2 separate regions of the Zea mays genome follow, and region 2 is linked to region 1. The links are chromatin contacts, called in public Hi-C maps. All regions are on one chromosome and are shown on one strand. Each heading gives the region's core, a stretch centred on a gene start, on an enhancer-like site or on the middle of the called end of the contact. The rest is flanking DNA. Distances are from core to core; before and after follow the strand shown. Region 1 overlaps LOC103627764 (LMBR1 domain-containing protein 2 homolog A). Region 2 holds the start of LOC103627767 (E3 ubiquitin-protein ligase ATL31).

What was found. Hi-C and Micro-C count contacts between places; a contact is called where the count stands out from the background.
Region 2: a Hi-C map of ear shows a contact between it and region 1, with 1.5 times the contacts expected there. The contact joins the promoter of LOC103627767 here to the enhancer-like site in region 1. A contact is called at or near these places in 2 of 25 Hi-C or Micro-C datasets (ear and leaf).

Annotation. Positions count from the first base shown.
Region 1 is chr5:217,169,958-217,172,657 of Zm-B73-REFERENCE-NAM-5.0, forward strand. LOC103627764 (LMBR1 domain-containing protein 2 homolog A) reads left to right here. Exons shown (of 14, transcript XM_020538698.2): 14 at 1-786. The coding sequence ends at 345. Among protein-coding and RNA genes, the nearest start is that of LOC103627764, 14 kb to the left of the region's middle. Within about 2 kb of position 1,299, at least 14 of the 20 cell types and tissues checked have an H3K27ac peak or open chromatin away from gene starts, as enhancers often do. A contact at or near this core is called in ear and leaf, where this site is marked.
Region 2 is chr5:217,265,246-217,267,945 of Zm-B73-REFERENCE-NAM-5.0, forward strand. It overlaps LOC103627767 (E3 ubiquitin-protein ligase ATL31), which reads left to right and starts at 1,274. Exons shown (of 1, transcript XM_008648072.4): 1 at 1,274-2,700. The coding sequence starts at 1,590.

The sequences.
Region 1 (2,700 bases), core at 49-2,548:
AAGGTAGTGAGAAAGGAAATTTCACCGAACTCTATATCTTTGCTCGAAGAAAGAAATTCAGAGCAGGGGTCCAATGCTGGTGTACCACCAACTGGTGTGTCTGCAACATGGGCCTCGATGAAGATTGGTTTTCAAAATTTCAAAGCAAATATGGGTTCTAAGAAGTTTCTTCCTTTGCGCCAAGATCCAGGATTTGTTCCAAATTTGAATGTCTCTTCACCAGAATCTCTTGATGACATATTCCAAAGGTTGAAACGGCGGCCTGCAAATGTGCCTGTGGATTACCTTGACGATGACGATGATGACAACATAGGAGATACAGATCTTCATTTCCAAGATCAATGAAATAGGTTGTGATATTCTTTTAGGTTTAGAATATGCATACACAGAAAAACTAAAAGAATTGGTAGCAATAGATGTTCAAAGGAAGATACAGGATGTATAGATCTGATGATGGTTTGGTGTGCTTCCTGGAAGCTCATGACGCCTGTCCATCTGGAAAACTGCAAAATGTAAGTACGATATGATGACAGCCTTTACAGAAAGGTTTGGAATTCTCCCGCCGAAAAGGGTTGGGACTAATCTACTACGTACCACTATATTCAGGTAACCTTGTTGGTTTCTCTCACCTTTTTTTTGGAACTGTATTGGAGATGCTGATATGTGATGGAAGCCAAAAATTGTAAATGTGTACCTACAATACCATATGAAAATTAACGTGCTTGAGTTGTAACCAGTAAAAACATACTATTGAATCTATACTTGATCGGGAGGATACAACCCAAAGTGTTTGTGTGTGACGTCAGACATGTATTTGATGGTATAACTTGTGGACACTTATTGTCTGATGCTTGACCTAAAAATACCTATCTGTACTGCATTAACTGGTTATCTTTCGTAGGGTGCACGTGTTACAGTAATAGGGACGATCAAAGGCACAACACGAATTAATAAAATTCACTGCCAGCAGGCATGAATATATTATAAATAGGATTTCATAATCGTACTAAGGAATTGGGGATGATGTAACAGAGAAGATACGTCTTGTACATAAGCATAATATAGATTAATCATCTATTATTAAAATAAAAAAATTGAAGCCAGTCGCCACCAGTAGCCCCCGCTCCCTCCCTTGCCGCTGCCGGAGTGGGCTCGCCGGCAAAACATGTGCGGGTCCTGCAAGAGACGGCGGCGGCGGGGCGTTCATGTCCGTTTCCCCCTTCCCATCGCTGTCTCTGTCCGTCAGTCAGAGCTTGATCCAAAACCAAAAGCTAGGACATTCCGAGCGGCCACTTCCAGCATTTCGAGCGGCCGCTTCCAGCAGCACCTCCCCCACCTCTCCGCAACAGTGCAGAGCATCTTCGGAGTATGGATGGCCAATAATCACGAGGCCCGCGAGTTCGGCACGAAGCCCACTATTTGGTCTGATCCGAGCTCGGTACGAAGCCCAGGCCGACCCGTTTAGGCCCGATGTGGGCCGGGTTTAGATAGGGAAACGAGCCCGCAGGCTTAGATGACCCGTCCTGATTTTCTAATCGTGCCTGACGGGCCGGGCCCAAAACGTGTCGGCGCGGCCCATTTCGTCATCTCTACTCCGGAGAGGTGCATACTAGTTGTTGCGGGCTAGGAGGCAGGAAGCCCTCAGCCAATGCGTCGCGCTCTGCAGCGTCCTAGATCCGGCGTGGCTTCTTCGTCCCTAGACGTTATTACTACAACACCATTCACCCTTGTCGCCCCTCCTCCCCATCACCGTAGCTGCGTCTGGTAGCTGGCACGACATGCTTCGGCGATGCCCCATCTTTCTTGCGTCGTCAGCGGGCATCCTATATATCCGGGCCCTTAATGCCAGATCCACCTCTTGCAATGCCTCGATATCTTGACTGTGCCTCATCACCTCTAGTCAATTCCAGCCCTGGAGCCATGGCCACCTAGTACCCGTAGAGCGGGTGTCGTCGTGGTCATGCCTGTCTGCTTTCAGGACGGCATGCGTAGGCTATTGTCGCGATCTTGGGTTCGATTTGGTGCGAGTAGGTCCCGGGCAAAAGCCTTCCTGACGAGTTCGTTGGGACGACAACGACGACACTTATGAGAGTTGTGAGCCCTCTTAACGGTGTTGTTGTGAAACCGCTCCATTGGATTGTATGGTTGGTTGCTTTGTTGTGCTCTCGATGGCTATGACTAGTCCTCCTCATCCTAGGTGCTCGGGCTTGACCCCTGTCTCTTCCTCGCTATAGTTATCCAAGGCCTATGCACTAACCCTGATGTTCTTTGGTTTGGTGTAACTTCGCGACGACTACCTTGTTGGCCTCGGGTGAAAGCCCTCCTAGGCTCTTGGGCGACGGTGGCTTCGATGATGCCTTGTGCGTCATTCACCTTGTTGGAGGTGGGCCCTATGGTTTGTGGTCGCCTTTGTTGCTGGTTTGCTCTTTGACTCGGTTGATGCTCACTGTTGGCGGCCTCTTCTTTGTCGTCGGACTCCTTGTTTAGGGTGCCTTCGATTTTTTTTGTTGAGGGTGTCCATGCTTATTCGCCCTCCCTCCTTTGTGGCTTCATCCTCACAAAGGGTGTTGGATGGTGGTTCATGGAGATCATATGTGCTGTGAAAAGGTGTCTTCATCAACTACAAGAGAGGTCGACGGATTCCAACGAAAATCATGTATGATATGCTTCACCCTCTCTTAGCGCTCGTCTCATTTGGCG
Region 2 (2,700 bases), core at 24-2,523, 95 kb after region 1:
TGGGTGATGGGCTTCGGCTGAGCACTGACGCGTCGGTCGACTGACGTTGACGGAACAGGCGTCGTTGTCGGAGAAGTCAAGTGCTCTGAAACCTGATGTCCATGCTGGAATTCCACAGCCTTCGCCTGGTCGATCCGTCAAGAGGGTTACACTGGTTTTACACGCGGTTAATATGTGATGTTTGGTCCGGCTGTCGCCTTGACCACTCGTGGAGAGTCTTACCGTACGTTTGTTGAGCGTCAGGGTAAAACTTGTGCAAGACCGACCTCATAACGAACATGACTTTGGAAGGAAATTTAACTTCTTAAAGCAGCGGCCCCTGCACATTTGAAGTTGTTTTTGTACATTTACCACGTGAGAGACATTTCGGGAAGGAGATTTAAAGAGGTGGCAATCTTTACAATGACAAATAGTTAAGGGATGTGTTTGGTTTCTAAGTACCCTCCGTTTCTTTTTAGTTGTCGTTGATACTTCAATTTTACACTATTCACCGACAACTAAAACGAAATGGAGGGAGTATTGATTTTTAGTGTGTGTTTGAATGCACTAGATCTAATAGTTAGCTACTAAAATTAGTTAAATACATACAAACAATCTAGCTAATAGTTCAGTTATTAACTATTTTTAGTAAATTATCTAATAGTCAGTTAATTATTTGTTAGCTAGCTAATTCTATAAACATCTTTTAGACAACTAACTATTAGCTCTAGTGCATTCAAACACATCTATCATTTTTCTTTCTATTTTACTCTATAAATTACTAAAATAGGAAACTAAAATGTATCGGGTCCTGATATGAATTTACGTGCTGTCAAGAAGATTGGAATTGTTTCGTACACATCTTTTAAGAAAAAAAAATTCTACCACCATCTACAATATCGAACTAATTTCGTACTTTTAATGAACTATGTGTGAGACATATTTCGGTAGCGCATCTATTTTAAATTATAGATGTTATAGTAGTTTTTTTTATAAAAAGATAGTTACAATTAGAGAGACGTAATTTATGACAAAACTAAGATGAACTATAACTTAAAATACAAGGTGTAATTGATTTTTGCAATAAGGGTTTGTTCAGTTATTTTGAGTGAGATTTAGATGTATTTTAACTTGTTATAAATTTAAACCGACTTAATATCATTTAATCTATATAAAATTATATTTAAACGAACCAGCCCTAATGTGGGAGTTAGGATGATTGTATTGCCAGCTTTAGCATTGACCCACCCGTCAGCCGTGCGCCGTGGCCTAACTGTAGCTGATATGTGAATTCTCGCTTCAGTCGATTCCCGATAAGCAATCAGATAATTCACATGCCGTTGAATTCAGATTTCAGCGTGCAAAAAACGTTCCAGGCCCTCCCCGATCGCGGCTGCTGAGCTGAACACCTGCCGGCGGCTTCCTTCCGCGAGACCCGCCGAGCGCCGCGGCCCGCGGGATCCTGACCTTTTTGGCTCAAACTCCTCCTCCCCGTCTATATAGTTCCACACTGCCTGCTGCACCGTCAGGCTAGTCAACCCGCTCTCGTCTCCCGGGCCCTCGCCTCTCTCTGCCGTCTGCACTGCCGCCTGCCGCGCGCAAGGACGCCCATGGCTCGCCACGGCCAAGCGCTGCTCGCCGCGCTCCTCGTGTCCGCGGTCGGCGCAGCCAGCGCGCAGCCGAGCTACGATGACGGCGGCCAGGGCCAGGTCAGCACGGCCATGATCGCGCTCCTGGTCGCCGTCATCGCGGTGTTCGTGTTCATCGCCTCATTCACCGTCTACCTCCGCCACTGCACCGGCTCCGCGGCCACGTCGGACGACTACGACCGCGCCAGAGCCGTGCCCAATTTCGACGCCTTCATCTCGCGGTCGCGGAGGCAGCGGCGGCCGCGCGGGCTGGACGCCGAGGTGGTCGAGGCTTTCCCCACCATGAAGTACGCCGAGGCCAAGGCGCTCCGGGTGGGCAAGGGCGGCGCGCTCGAGTGCGCAGTGTGCCTCAGCGAGTTCGAGGACGAGGAGCGGCTCAGGCTCTTGCCCAAGTGCAGCCACGCCTTCCACCCGGAATGCATCGGCGAGTGGCTCGCCAGCCACGTGACCTGCCCCGTCTGCCGCTGCAACCTCGACCCTAACAAGGATACCAGCAGCGATGAACAGCGGCCCGACAGTTTCCCGCCGATCCCAGTGGCGAGCAGCATCTCGAGCGAAACCGCGGTGTCGTCTGGGCATGGACCGCTACCTGTGGCCGTGGTGATCGATGTGATCACCGAGGAGGAGGAAGAGGCGCGGCGGCAGGAGGCGCTGGAGCTGCAGCAGATAGGGACCCAGCGGCGCGCCATGCGGTCGCGGTCGGGGCGCAAGCCGGTCCCGACGCAGCTCGCCCGGTCGCACTCTACGGGACACTCCCTCGCCGTCCGGCTCGACCGCGACCTGGAGCGGTTCACGCTGCGGCTGCCGGAGCACGTGCGCAGGGAGATGGTCGCCGCGGGCGAGCAGAGCATGCGACTGCGTCGCGGGCGAAGAGCCGGGGAAGGAAGCAGCCGAGGCGGCCGAAGCGCCCCCCTCGGCCGGGCGAGCAGATGGCAGTCGCTTCTCGCGGGGACCTTCTCCGGGAAGCTGTCCTTCTTTTCGGCGTCCAGGATAACGGTCAGCTCGGCCGAGCTGGGAGAGGTGTCGTCCTCGTCGTCCACGAGGGCGAGAGGGAAGCGCGTGGCCGCCGTTG